Regions from separate parts of the Zea mays genome. Here region 2 is linked to region 1. A link is a contact called in public Hi-C data. All regions are on one chromosome and are shown on one strand. Each heading gives the region's core, a stretch centred on a gene start, on an enhancer-like site or on the middle of the called end of the contact. The rest is flanking DNA. Distances are from core to core; before and after follow the strand shown.

What was found. A called contact is a pair of places that touch in the nucleus more often than the background predicts.
Region 2: a contact with region 1 is called in a Hi-C map of ear, with 4 times the contacts expected there. The contact joins the promoter of LOC542729 here to the promoter of LOC103634790 in region 1. A contact is called at or near these places in 7 of 25 Hi-C or Micro-C datasets (bundle sheath, ear, endosperm and 3 more).

The regions. Positions count from the first base shown.
Region 1 is chr8:12,352,610-12,360,017 of Zm-B73-REFERENCE-NAM-5.0, forward strand. It overlaps LOC103634790, which reads left to right and starts at 3,793. Exons shown (of 1, transcript XM_008657382.4): 1 at 3,793-4,987. The coding sequence starts at 4,136. The coding sequence ends at 4,699.
Region 2 is chr8:12,719,462-12,727,149 of Zm-B73-REFERENCE-NAM-5.0, forward strand. It overlaps LOC542729 (wound induced protein 1), which reads right to left and starts at 2,031. Exons shown (of 2, transcript NM_001154892.2): 1 at 1,888-2,031; 2 at 1,401-1,797. The coding sequence starts at 1,975. The coding sequence ends at 1,577.

The DNA of each region.
Region 1 (7,408 bases), core at 2,543-5,042:
GTCGTGCCTCGCAGATGGCGCACGCACCGAGGCATGCCGCGCCGCTCCCCATCCCCCCCAAACGGCCGACGCGGCGGCCGGATCGAGGGCCATTAGGCCCTCCGATTGGAGGAGGAAGATGAGGCCACCCCACTTGGGTGATGGCCGGTGAAGATGATGCGGCCTCTCGGGGCATCAACAGCGCGAGCAGGCTGCCCACGACGGGCAGCGATGGTCCCGACAACCACGGGCGCCGGTGGAGATGAAGAACGGCGAGTAACTGCCTCTGCAGTGGGCGGAGGCGGTGGTGGTGCCACCAAATCGACATCCATGGGGGCCGATGCGGACGATCCCGCGTCAAACACCGGCGCCGGTGGCGACGGGGATGCAGTGGGGAGTCCACACTCCACCACTGGCAGCGGAACCACCGCTGTCCATCCATGGAGAACGCAGTAGTGCACATTTTGCACTTGCACACGACGTTCAGGGATCACGTGCACCGGTGAAGGCGCTGCGGCTTGCCCAACGGTGAATGCTTCCAACATCGCATCATCAACAATATGAAGAACTTCGCGCACACGGCGTATGCGCATGGAAACGGTATGCTCCATACCTTGCTGTTGATGTGCAGATCGATTTTGCTGTTCTTGTCAAGAACAGCGTGTTCTTCCACTTCCCCCTTCTCTGATTTCTCCTTGAGACAGTGCTGATAACGTGTTGCAATCTCTTGCAGTGCTCAGTGGTAAATCAGTGGAGAGACAAGAGGGAATGAGACAAATGACAGGGATAGATTCTTTATTGCATGCAGGGTAGTATATATACAAGTGTTCCCAAGGGGTGTGTCCCTTGGGAATAATTGTCCATGGATGGATTAGATCACATGTACAAATATTTTGTAACACCCGTCTCGCCTCGATCGGCGTCCACCCTGGGGTGACGTGGACGTGCACGACGTCCTTGCCGCCTGCGACTCCATTCATTCGTCGGTACCCAGCCACAGCTCGAACGTCATTCACCAAAGAAACACCCTGCTCCACTCGCTGGTACGTGGAGCCCGCGTCCAGCAGACCCACGTGACAGATCCGGGCCACGGCCCAGGAGAAATACCCTCCTGTCCTTGTTTCCTACGCAGGAGTACTCTAGTATGGACAGAAGCCGATGCTGTCACGCGATTCCATGCGGGGCCGGGGCCACAGGCCACTACGGCAGCGATACTGAAATGCCAGTACTGCCCCTCCTCCCATCTACTTACTACAGCCGTTTCCCTGGCGCGTAGTACGAAACTACGAATCGTCCGGCGCCCATGATAAGTGCGACTCGGGCACTCGGCGACACCGTCCGGTCCCTGCGCCCGGTTCACGTGGACCTCGCCCGGTCTCTGCAACTGCACTCCTCCACGGCCACGACCTGAGTGAAACAGCACTTGAGCACCACCAGACACGAGCAGCCGCGCAATAAACCGTCTTTTTTCCCCTTCTTTTTGACTTTTTTTTCGAAAGATTTCATAATTACAACCTTTCTGGTTTAAATTCATAAAATGGACGAGTGGTCAAGTTATAGTTCCTCTTTAGTGCGTGCGATCGAACTACGGTGGTCAAGTTAGAGCGAGCTTGAAGAGAGCGCAGAGTGCTGTCGTCGTCTTATGGACGTATAGACATTAGGTGACACGTACGAGCAACAGCGGATTTCGGATGAAGCGATGCCGACGAAGCGCGGCAAACCCGGGCTCGTCGTCTCGCGGCGGCGGATCTGGCGGGGGTAGAACGGAAACATCTCCTGCAAAAACCGGGTCCAGTCTCAGTGAGTACACGTACAGCGGGTAAGCCCACCGCTCTCGCCTAGCCCGTTGGTGGGCTCCACAACATCGTCAGCCTGGGGCGGTGCGGGGCCGGACTGGTACGCGACGCGAGGATGAAACGGACGTGGGGCCACAAGCCAGCAGCCGCACGGGGGGGGGGGGGGGGGGGGGGGGGGGGGGCACGCGCCGACGTGTTGTGTTGTGTTCTGCCCGGAGCCCTGGTGCCCGCTGCACTCGCCGGCTGGCAGGCACGTCTGGCTCGCGGCTGGCGCTCGCGCGCAACCCGAGGAGGCAGCCCCCCGAAGCGGCTCAATGAGCTAGCTGGGGCAGGGTGGCGACGGCTGACGAGCCGCGGTTGGTGGTGTGGTAGGCCGGGGGTCACGTGGTTGATGGCGGTATATGTATGGGAACCTAACCGCACGTCGGCCTACCGCTAGCTAAACGTGGACCAGGGCCAAACAAAAGCTATAGTACAACGAGAGCGGGGCTACGGGCTACGGCTAACCCACCCAGACCAGACGCGAAGGCTAGCTGCTGTGCTGACCGTTGGGCACCTCAAGGCTCAAGCCGAGCAAAGCAGAATCGCTGTCGGCTCTGGGCTCCGCTCGCGGACGCGAGTCGTGCAGGGCGCCGGACTTGAACCGCAGCAGATAGCGGACCCGAGAATCGAATTCAAACCAGAAAAACCGGGGGACGGGAAAAAAAAAGCGACACGCTCGTGCCGGATGGCCCCAGAGTCCCGATCTCGACGCCCCCCACGCCTTTTGCGCATAGACCCCCGCCACGATTCGTTATCCCGCGCTGCCTCTCGCGGTTAATTGTATTCGGAAAAGTGCCCCTGGGCGGGTCGGTTTTTAGTCCACCCACCGTTTTGCGCCGCGGACCCTGGGAGAGCTGGGTTTCGCAGGGGGAAGGGTGGGTGGGTGGGTCACATGCTTGGTGCTGCCTGGCTTCGGAGCGTGGCCTAGCCTAGCCTAGGTGGTTGGGTGCACCGTACATTTGGATCGGGTTGGGTTGGCTTTTGGCTCCCGGTGGTCCTGCGGTCATATGCGTACGGCGCGTCGAATCTTAAGACACACGGATGGACACAACCCTTCGAAATGCAGGATTTACAGAAGAAGAACTGATAATACTTTTCCTCTTATCTAGTCCCTCTATTTCCGGTATATGAATTGTAACTACTTTTTATTTTAGTCGTATTATAAAAGACGTGCTCCCTTTTAACATGCATGTAACAATAGCACTAGAGAGAGAATTAAATATATCTCTTGGCCTTTAAATTAGAGGTGCTTATGATTACACCTTATATAAATACAGAGGGAGTATATAGTTTCTCAGTTTATAAATTTTATTACCGACCATATATATTATACAGTGTGTGAAGTTCATAAAACACACAACAGCAGAAAATCTGTGAGGTTCAGAACCTACCTGTCTCTGAACGGATTTTTGACCGGGTTATTGCTGACCGCACCATGCAAGCACGTCCTCGAAATCTTTTTCAGACGGGAATAATACGCCTTTAAAAATATAGCTGGCTCCACCTCATCTTCCAAGCTAAAAAGAGACCCGCCCGAGCTAAAGACCCCCCCCCCCCCCCCCCCCCCCCCCACCGCTAACCAATACAGCCAGCCAGTCAGCCAGACAGACGGATGGATGGCTTTTCAAAGGTCAGAAAAGAAAAACCGTGACAGAAATATCGGAGGTGGCCGTCGCCGTTCAAACGCCCCAATCCACCACCCATCCAGTATTCCAGTCTAGGGAGGGCGTGGACAAAACAAAATAGGCAGGCGCGGGCGGCCACGGCCACGGCCACGCGACCCGGCCGGGCCTTCCGCCTTCCAGATGGCGTGCGGTGCCTCAGCCAGGCGCGCGCGCACCCATCACAGTCCCCGTCCGTCCGTGTCCGTGTCCGTGTCCGTTCGTCGCGGCGCGCGCAGCCCCCAACCGGCAACCAAATAAAGAAAAAGCTAGCAAAAGATAAGCTAACAAGCAGTAGTACTACTCCCTGGCTGCACCGCCACCACCGCACCAGACCAGACCAAACCAAACCGCGCGAGCGATTTTTGCGGCAAACCCCCTGCGAGAAACGTCGTCCGCAGAGCCACCCACCACGGGCAGGGCTATATAAGCCGGCCCCCCCAACTCGGCGTCGCTGCGCAAAACACCTCGCCTTTTGTACTCTTGCGTCTCTGCCCTCGCGTTATCGCCTTCGTCACGCTCGCTCGCCTGGCTGGCTTGTGCCTTGCCTTGCTCGGCGTACGCGAACGCAGCGAGAGGGAGGAGCAAGGAAATAGAGAGAGACAGAGAGAGAGAGAGAAAAAATCAAGTCATCCCCCTTTCCTCTGAGCTCGTTCCATGGAGAACTCTTCTCACAAGCGGGCGCGGGAGGCGGGCGACCTCGTCGCCGGCGGCTGCGGAGAGGAGGGCTCGCCGCAGGCCGACGCCAAGAGGCTGCGGCCGCAGGACCTGCTCGACATGCTGGAGGACGACACCGACGCGGCCGCGGCCGGCGACCTAGCGTCGGTCATGCGGAGCCTGGAGGAGGAGATAGCCAGCTTCGACGAGGCCGCGGAGGCGCCGGCGCCGGCGCCGGAGCTGGGCTTCCTGCTCGAGGCCTCGGACGACGAGCTGGGGCTGCCGCCCGCCTCCTCTTCGGAGGAGGAGGAGGCCGGGCGCGCGGGGGCGCCGTTCCCGCCCGCGCTCGACGGCCAGATCTGGGGCTTCGAGGACGAGATCGTGGACGGAGGCGGCTTCGGCGGCTACTCGCCGGAGGCCGCGGCCGCGGCCGCTGCCTCCGCCGCCGCCGCCGCGTGGGACGACGACGGCTTCGGCGCCGGCCTCTTCGCGTTCGGCGGCGACGACGCGTGTGGCCCGTCGGATCTCGCGGCCCTGCGCCACGAGACCATGCCCGCCGTCTGATGGCCATCCCCAGGGCCCAGGCAGCCGCAGCCAGTCGATTAGCCTTCCTTTTTTTTATTTTTACCTTTGTTGGCTAACCTTAGCGAGCGGGCACCCATTTTTTTGACCTGGATGTAAAGTTTTTAGAAGGGTGAAAAAACAGGGGGCGTGGAAAAAACTTGGGAGGAAGGTTCAGAGCAAGGGGAGAAGAAGATCAAAAAAAAAATCTGGAGATGGATTCTTCCTTCTTTTTTTGTCCCTGGAATTTATTTCTCGCTTCGGTAGAAAAAGCAAATAAGCAAGCAAGTATATAACGTTATTATATTAATTATTAATTATATTAATAAAATGATAAACAGTAAAGCCAGAAAGACAGATAATAATGCAACGATGGTTGCGTGGATGGAGATGGGCGATGACAGTGACACATGTGGCCGACGGAAGGACGCTGACCCAGTGACGTGACTGTGACTGCTCAAAAAAAGAATATCTTGATGAATTATGGACCGTGAAAAAAGGATGGAAATGCTTGGACGGTTCCACCACTCCAAAGTTGGAAGAATCCGACGGTCGATAGCACGCAAGTACGGTTGACCAGGAACAGGAAACTGTTTACTCTCTCTCTCTCTCCTAAAATAACTGCTTATTCTCTATCCTTGACGCCTTCCTCTCAAAATAATTAACCTATGTCCTAAAATAGCCTGTCACTCTCTTTTCTAAAATAATTAGCTCCTTTGTCTCATAATAATTAACCTGTCCTGAAGCTACTGTTTGTTCTCTACTATGCTAAAATAGATGACGCTTTCCTATCAAACGTTGAATGACTCAAATTTAGTCTCAAAATAGTTGGCCCCTCAAAAATAATTATTTATTCTCTGTGTCCCGAACCAATTGATGTCTTCATCTGAAAAAAAAAATAAAATATCGTAGGATCTAAATCCAGTCCCAGAATAGTTGGTATTATGTCTCTCTCTGTCAATGCACCTTTATCTTGTGCTGCCAATATATCTTTTCATTTTACCAATACATCTTTATCTCTAATTACCTCTTATCTCTTCTCTACTTGTTTTACGTGCATTATAAATTTAAGAATCCGTTTAGATAAGAAGTGAGGTGGAATAAAGTCGTTCTATTTCGTGTTTGATGGACGAGCGGACCGAGGGAAGCAACTCTAGATCGGGAATATTCTCAGCTCGAGCCCTCCAGCTCGCTCCAAAAAATTGATAGAATGTCACTGTTCCACTTCTTCCTCTTGCTTTGCCGTGGATCTAAACAAAGAATAGAACGATTTTGTTCCTCTAATTTAATCTGGATTACAACCATACTCTCGTGGGTCTCCCACCAAACAGGCCGTACTAAAACCTAGAAAAAACTATGTTCAAATTGGAAAAAAAAGGTATGATAGCCGCATTAACAAAGGCTTGTACATAGATAAGGTCTAGAAAAACGAATGGACCAAAACAAATGATCTCCTACGAATACGAAGAGCGTACTTGGATTTCATCCTTGTGCCCCCCACCAAACACGTCTATAAAGACGTGGCTTCTTCGTCGTCTTCCTATAAAGACGTGTATGGTAACTTTTTATGATGTCGTGACGTCATCATGCATTTATATTTATATTCGCGTTTGCAAAGACGCCAGGAGTTCCTCCACCCGCAAGACGCGCGGGGGGGGGGGGGGGGGTTTCTTGCCCGTTACACGAAACGAAGGAAGGAAGCATCGGCACCAACCGACGACGAAAGAAACCAGGCAAAGGCACATGCCATGCCGCGCGCCGGCGTGGAGGCACTCCGAGCCCGTACGGAAGGTAGGCACGCCGCGCGCCACCGAACGAACGACTGGAGCCGGGGCCTGCATGGGGCATGCCGTCGACTTCTCTCTCTCTCTCTCTTTTTCCCCTTGCCGAGACGAAACGGATCCAGTCCAGTCCAGTCCAGTCCAGCACACACCACAGCACCGAACCGGCCGGCCGGCGCTGGCGCATGTGTGGTCCGCTTGGCGGGCCAAGCGAGGTTGCCGCCGCGTGCACGGCCGATCACAACGGGCGGTAGGCGCTGGCACGGCTCGCCCAGGCCCTGGCCCCGGCCCCTCCTCCCGGCACCAACCATCCCGCTGGAACGCATGATACATACATCCATCCTCAACTGACCTGCTGTTTCTCCCGGCTCCCTTGGCGTTGATTGTGCCGTGCCTGCCGCTGTGGCCGATCACGCCCAGATCATCTATTCGATTCCCTTGCACTGGCGCCGTTCGCCTGGGCTCGTGCTCCCCCCGTCGGTTGGACTCGGAGAGTCGCCGTCGCCGTCGCCGCCGCAGTAGCTGAGGGAGCTTACGCGCACGCACCGGCCGGCAGCGTCGGTTGACGGTTGGGATGAAAAGGTGGTTGGATTGGAATTTGGATTGGATCGCATCGGGGCAGGAAGCGGGCGAGGCGAGCACATGCCTGCGTGGCCGGGACCTGCAACGCCTGCACTGCACGCTAGCAGCAGAAGGGAGTTGGCAATCAATTCGTGGGGAAAAAAAAGAAGTGGTGTGGTGTGGTGGTTGAGCTGGGATCTTGGGGCACCTGCACGACTGCCTGTCCGCGAGATCTCGAGGGCTGATGAGGAGACCATGCCGCATGAGCATGGCCGGCCGGCAGGCAGGCTGGACTTCCTCAACGCATAGTATAACTTAACATTTATTTATGTTGTTACATACATGGACTTTTTCTGACAGTGCCCTATTT
Region 2 (7,688 bases), core at 781-3,280, 370 kb after region 1:
ATGTGCTCATGAGGGTCGGAGGAGGCAAGAGACATGGGCGGTACTGGATTGCCGACGGGGCAATCGACTCGTCCTCCACTCCCACTCTGTCTCAGGTGAGAGCAAGGAGCACGGGCTCGAGCCCAGCCATTCGACCTCGGCACGACAGCTCACATCATCGCATACAGCAACTCGAGGTTAGTACTTCTATAACTCGTCCTTCCTTTAGTTATATATCTAGTCTTTGAGTTACTATAACGTTGGCTTGTAATATTACAGACCCAACTAGAAGAGATGGAGGCGAGGATAATGGCGGAGCGGGCGGCGGCTGATCAGAGGATGGCGGAGATGTTCCAGTACATGCAGAGCCTTGGCGCCGCACAGGGCATCGCTCCGCCACCTCCATTGTTCCCCCCAGTTGACCCTACTCTCTTCCACACTCCTGTGAGTATCAAAATTGTAGTTAGATGTTTGTAATGCATCTGGTATAACACATGCTATCTCTTCTCTGTGCAGGGGCAATCTGGGGCGGCATCCAACAACCCTCCGGAAGGGTTCAGCCCAACGCAACCCCGGCCAAACCGCCCACCTCCATGAGTCATTGTTTTAGACTTCAGAACTTATGTATAATACTTATGTTTCTGTTTGATACTTATGTGAGAGCTTGCGACGTTTGAGACTTATGTTTGTGTTTAATACTTGTGTTGAACACTTATGTTTGTGATGGATATTTATGTTTGTGGTCACGGTTTTATGTTTGTGTTGGCTATTTATGTCTGTGATGATATCTGTGATGTATATATGTGATATCTTCTGTTTGTGTGGATGGAAAACAAAAAACAAATAAAAAAGGTACATACTGGTCACTTTGCCGAGTGTAACACTCGGCAAAGAGGCTCTTTGCCGAGTGTCTGGGTCATAACACTCGGCAAAGAGCACAGACCTGGGCACCGGCTTAGGTTCTTTGCCGAGTGTTATGTCGCTGGCACTCGGCAAAGAGGTCTTCTTTGCCGAGTGCCAATTGGGACACTCGGCAAAGAGCCTGACATGGGGACCCTCCCTGGCGGGCTCTTTGCCGAGTGCTGCCAGGAGGACACTCGGCAAAGATATCTTCGTTGCCGAGTGTCAACGGTGACACTCGGCAAAGCCGCCGTCTCCGTCAACCGGCGCCGTAACGGTCGCTTTTCTTTGCCGAGTGCTCCCTGACACTCGGCAAAGATCTTCGCCGAGTGCCCGAGAAAAAGTACTCGGCAAAGAAGTCTTTGCCGATGCACTGTTTGCCGAGCCTTCTTTGCCGAGTGTTACACTCGGCAAAGCCTTTGCCGAGTGTTTTTAGGGCTTCGCCGAGTGCTTCCGGCACTCGGCGAAGCTATTGATTTCGGTAGTGCTTCATAGCACTATTTATTCATGGCAAACAACGGTTTATTGTTGGCGCGCAAGGTGCACTGTCGAGAGAACAACAAGAACCGAACACACAAGAAGCCAGTACGTAGTAGCACAACACACAGTACGTGAACCATGCACCGGCCGGCGGCCGGCCGGCGGCGGAAGAACGAAGCTATAGCAGCTAGCAGCAGCGCGCGTTCTTCCTCTCTAGCTAGCACTTGGGGCCGCACATGCCGAGGAAGGTGTCGGTGCACCTGAACTTGTTGTTGCCCGAGTAGGAGGCGTGCACGGCGACGACGCACTTCTTGCAGACGGGGTCGCAGTCCTTTTTGACGTCGTCGCAGGTGTAGAGCCCCGAGAAGGAGAAGTTGCAGTTGGTGCAGCACTTGAGCTGCCCCGGGTTGATGTCGATGGCCTTGCTCTCAACCAGGGCTGCACGCACGGACGCACGCATCAGTTCAGTCAGTACCAAACTACCGAGACAAATCAGAGCGTCGAGCCGTCGATCGAGAAGAAGCGTACCATTTTCTTTAGCCAAAGCGGCGAAGACGCCCATGACCAGAGCGGCCTGGAGGCACAGGATCAGCACCAGGTGTGGGCTGCTCTTCATGGTCTCGGACGAGCTGTTCTTCCTCTCTATATCCTCTCGTAGAAGCAAGCTTCGTTGCGCCAACAGCAGTGCACTGGAGGAAGCTACTTATAGGCGGCGCCGAGATCTGAACATGCATGGCATTGCCTGCCGCCGTGTAGTCCTCCTGCAATGGCATTTCTTTGGGGGGCGATGGATGGATAGACGCTTCCAGCTCATACATTTTGTTAGGCGGAACTTTGACTCATGGCGGCGAGTCGTATGGCATAACGAACCATCTCTTCCTCGTGATCATTTCCGATCATCCTCATCAGCGTATGTATTTGGTCCAAAATGGACGGAAGTGACGACGACGTGTTATCCGATCAGCACAGTTTTGTGGCTTGACGCGCAGCTGGTAGAAGCATCGGTTGATTGATCCTAGCCTTATTCACCATTTCATGCGTGCGATTCACAATGAGGTAAAACAATGGAATATAGTGTGATGTACAGTGTATAGTAATAATCTTCCCCTCTCGATCTAATCAGGCAGTGCCTTGTATATTGTTGGACATATTTAAAACAACCGACTTGTGAAGAGTGGCGTGTCCTTAACTCTTAGTTATTAGCTTTCCCTGAAACAACCACCAATAAACAGTTTTTTTTTTCATTTTCTATTGTTAGTACTTAGTAGTAGTACTTGAATTGCCATGTTGTCGTGTAACTTTATTATTGTTGGGTGTAATTGCCCCATTATGATCTACTCCCTCCGTTTCGTTTTAGTTGTCACTGGATAGTGCAAAATTAAATTATCCAGCGACAACTAAAAAGAAACGGAGGGAGTAACTTTTACTTTCTCAATTTATATATCTGGTAGTTTCTTCAATCTGTTCCCCCTCTTTTTTCTAAAAAAGGAAAAATGACGGAGTATCTTTTTTTACCTGTGACAAAAAATCATCATTTTAGTAAAAAATGATTAGTAGGGTTCACTTAAGTGTAGTTAGGGTGTGACTGGTTGGATGTTTTCAGCTTATAGATTATACAATCTAGGTTATAATATAGATTATATAGTCCAAATTATAATCTGGATAGATTATAATCTACATGTATCTGTTTGCGGTAGCCTAGATTATACAAATATAGATTATTCGTAAGACAATCCTTGTTTGTTTAATTGATATTTGGTACAATTATGACATTCTATCACTAGAAACAGTAAGAGACGGCGACGCGATGAACGGCTAGCGGTGGTAAAAGAGATTGACAGCGAGAGGCACAGTGGAGAATCTGATTGTGTATTAGGTGAGGAAAGAAGAATGTAATATACTATAATTTCTATTTACATAACCATGGGTAGTTGGTCTTTTGCTAAAAATAATCTCCAATAAGTTACTCTTGAGGAGATTATGAGATTATCATAATCTGTGCTTTAGATTATATATATAATCTGGACTCATAATCTAGATGTTTGTTTATCTGCTGAATTATTTACGCTAGATTATATAATCTGAAGAGATTATAATCCAAAACAAATATGTCTTTACGCCAGACATGCCTACCATATGCAGTTATAGTACGTTTGGTTGGCTGCAAGAAGCGAGTTTGGGCGATGAGATGCAAATGGACGCCCGCAGCTCGGCTAGGGGAAGTTTGACTTTACCATAGGCATAGTGTGATAAAATAGAAGCTAAAAAAGTTTGACTTTACCGCAAATGACTACCCTATACCAACCACTATGTAAGGTAGTGTTTGGTTGAGGAGTCAAGTAGAACGGAGCCGTTCCATCCCTGATTCTAGGAACGGAGCCGCTCTGTTCTGCGTTTGGTATTCTAGAACGGAGCGGCTCTATTTTTTGTTTGGTTGCAGAGTGAACGGAACGGAGCGTGACTGTGAGAGCGGGATGGGAACGGAGCGGCTCTGTCCGGTTGATTTTTTGGAGCGGAATGGTTCCAGATCTGAGAAGAATATTCTCTAATTGGAGTCATTTCATTCTAGTTCCTTTGTAACCAAACAGCAACAAAACTGGAACAGAACGGCTCCGTTCTACTTGGCTCTCCAACCAAACACTACCTTAGGGTGAGAGAACCTTCACCCTACCATAGGATGAGATTTAAGGTAGATGGCTGCTGCTTTAGGCTGTTCTCACTCATACAACTTTAAATTTTTGCTCTAAAAAAATATTTCATCATTATCAGCAAAATTCTTTACTCTATACTACAATCATCTCCATTCATATTTACTCAATATCTCAACTTTATACGGACTACCCTATATTATTTTTTGCCAATTCTCTTCCATCCCCACACAACTACCTCCTCCTTTGTTTGCATATGTTGTCGCATGGTGCTGACGTGTGGAAGCAAAAGCCGACACAAAGATATATGGAGGGGGTCCGCACCAGGGGGAAAAATTGCTATTTTGGTCCTTCTAACGTGAGCTCTCTGCTATTATATGACCCTCTGTCTGTGACTTGTGGGATCATTTGTGTCTCTGATTTATGGGACTGGTGGTAAAATAGAGAAGTCCACAAATGAGAGTGACAAAATAGCAAATTCTGACAGGAGGCACATGGGGGACCAATGCTACCCTAATTCTATAGGACATGTTAGTTTTTTTAGCTAATTCTTATGTAAATAGTATAAAAAATATATTTCTAACAATCCCTTCTAATCTAATTTGGTCCCCCTAATTTTAGATTCTGGCTTCACCTCCGGTCTGCACTCTATAAATAACTTTTTTCTTGCTCGTCCCTGTTTTATAGTAGCCGGTAGCGTTTTTCGCTGCAACGCTTTTTTTACAGTAAATGCTTGACTTCAACTCCATAGAATAGTACATATATAAGGTACGTGACTGCGAACAACCTTACACCATAAATACTCTATACTTTTAGGGTGGGCATTGGCCTTATTATTCACCGCGGACAACACATCGCAACCAAACGTGTACCATGAGGAAGCTGAAGCTGATGAGAACGGTGGTACCAAATGCGTGACAGCACGGCGGGGACAAGGAACATGGGGATGGATAGGCATGACACACGCCGCGGCGACGCTGCTGTCGCCCAATAGCGGCCGTGTCGTTCTCTCCTCCAGTCCTCCTCTCGCCGGCTGCTTGTAACCTGACTCTTTGTTTCTGCTATGAAAGACGAAGCGTTTCACACTGCTGCGTGTACGAATGCACGATCCAGCAGTAGCTATATTCATTTTGGGCACCTTGTGTACCTGGAGGCGGCTATACAAGGTGACGATCAGGGGGAGAGGAAAAAAACGCCAGCGGTTTTGACGTCGCGACGTTGCATGAACAGTTCAGTGGTTGGTGACGAGTTTCACTGTCGTCTTGAGATTTTTAGCGCTCGCTGTGCTGACACCTGGGCGGCTAGCAGGCCGCATTCCCCAATTCGGTAACGGGCCGAGCGCTAACCAGTCGGCCTCCTCACGGACGGGCCTCGATATGGGCCAAAAAGTACATATGTGACTTACCTTATGTTCTGTATTTTAGTAGAAATGAGAGCATAGGCAATTCGCTCGTTCCGTTTATTTACTTTCATTTTGAGAAACTAGAATCTTACTAATAAAATAGACTATTTTTTTAGAATGTGACATTCCACCACTTTACAAAATTATCATATAAGACTATCTTAAATTCATGGGGTGAGAGATTGAAATTGATTCTATAGATTTACATGTTATTTTTTCGATGTACAACTTATAGCACACTCATCTACTTGCTTCGCTATAATATAAATATAGTATATAACTATCTCTCTCATATTATTTAGGATAATATACAAATATATTACATATATAAATATACGAAATTAATTAGTTTTGTCTAAATTATAATTATTAAAATAGAATTCAATTCCAATGAAACAAACGAAGCATAACAGAAAAAGCGAATAACGGAGAAGGGGACAATTGATGGTAATATAATTCCACACAAGACTATCTGACTATGGAGAGGAGGTAAAACAGAGAGAAGAATAGTTGAGCAGGAGATATATTTAAATATAAATAGAAAGTACGAATAGTTGTGCGCCGCAATGCAGAATGATTTGGCCTTGCACCGATGCCAGCAGCAACATTGTGCAGCCAGAAAGGAATGTCGTCTCACTACTGGTACTGGCTGCTGGTGTAGTATAAAAATTCAGGTGGCTCTGGCTGATATTGCTTGCCCAGTAGCTAGGCCGGTACATCCACCACCTTGCTAAGTTGCTAGCATTCTGAATTGGCAATCAGGGACGGAGCGGCCGTTATGGCGAAGTATAGCCTACGCCATACCTCAGTCCGACCCATTAGATGAGTAAAACCTAATTTCTCTAGTGGTCGGGCCCATCACCGGATCCACCCCGCGCACCAGGTCGCCAAGCTTCTGCGGCCGTCTCCCTACTTCGTGGCCGCCGACAGCTATCTCCTACAAACACCAATTGTCCAGCTTCTCGACGACGTGCCAGCGCTAGTCAGCCGCTAGCTCCGTGCTCGGCACGCTGCAGCCCGCCAGCCTCGAGCAGTCATGCACAGCGTACAGCTCCTGTCGCCGGCTACCGGAGCTCATCCGTTGGACCGCACCTCGCCGCGACCCTCCCCCTGGCTTCCCGAGCTCATCCATGGCCCGTGGCCGGTTGGCGGCTGCCCGAGCTCGATTGCGCCTCGCAGGTAGCAGCCTCGGTGCCTCCTCCACGTGGCCTCCTATTGAAGCAGTGAGGTTGTGTGCCTGTATGTATTAGAGTTTGAGATTTTTAGAGGAAGTCGCCACTGTCCACTGCCATTGTTGGAAAATAAACACTTCATCCGTGTGATGTACGTGAGTGCGTAGCGCGTAGAGTGTTTAGGTGCAGCTCGTGTATGTATGTCATCTGCGGCATGGCAAGAAGGCCGGACGTGGAGACGTGCTCCTGGCAGTCCGTGGCCTATATGTAGCCCCTATACTCTTCTGTATTCGTTGCCAGACCCAGTGAATAAAAGTGCCAAGAAACAGGCGTTCGTCGCCGAAGAAAACTACTGCTCATATTCTTTGCATCTGTGAGTGAGCGAGGTAGGGAGAGTGTCCTTGGGTAGGGGTCGGTTCCAACATTTGGTACCAGAGCTAGGATGGAGACGCCGCTGGCAAAGGATGGCCTCAACATGTTCGACGGCATGGGCTCGACGAGTGCCGCGATGGAGCGCGTCATCAACAGCAGCTCCTTTGAGCTCCCATTGCTGACCAAGGCGAATTACCACGAGTGGGCGTTGGTTATGAAGGTCTCGCTAGAGGCGATGGAACTGTGGGACGCGATGGAGACCGTGTGCAAGGAGCGTCCCAAGGATCGGCGGGCAATGGCCGCCATCCTGCGCGCAGTGCCGCCGAAGATGAAGGCGGGGCTCGCCATGAAGAAGAAGACGAAAGAAGCGTGGGAGGCGGTGAGGTCGATGAGGATCGGCGATGACCGGGTGAAGGTCGTGAGCGTGCAACGCTTGTGGAAAGAGTACGAGAACGTCGGCTTTCGCGATGGTGAGAGCGTCGGTGACTTCGCGTTGCGGATCAACGGCCTCGTCGCAAGCCTTCGAGAGATGGGCGAGACGCTGGAGGACCACCGCGTCGTCCCCAAGCGTCTCAAGCAAGTGGCCGTGGCGATTGAGATGCTCACCGACCTCAACACGACGACGATTGAAGAGCTTGTCGGTCGACTCCGCGTGGCGGAGGACGCAGACAACGACGACGCAAAGCAGGCTATTGTGGAGGGCGTTGAACAACTGCTGCTCACGGAGGAGCAGTG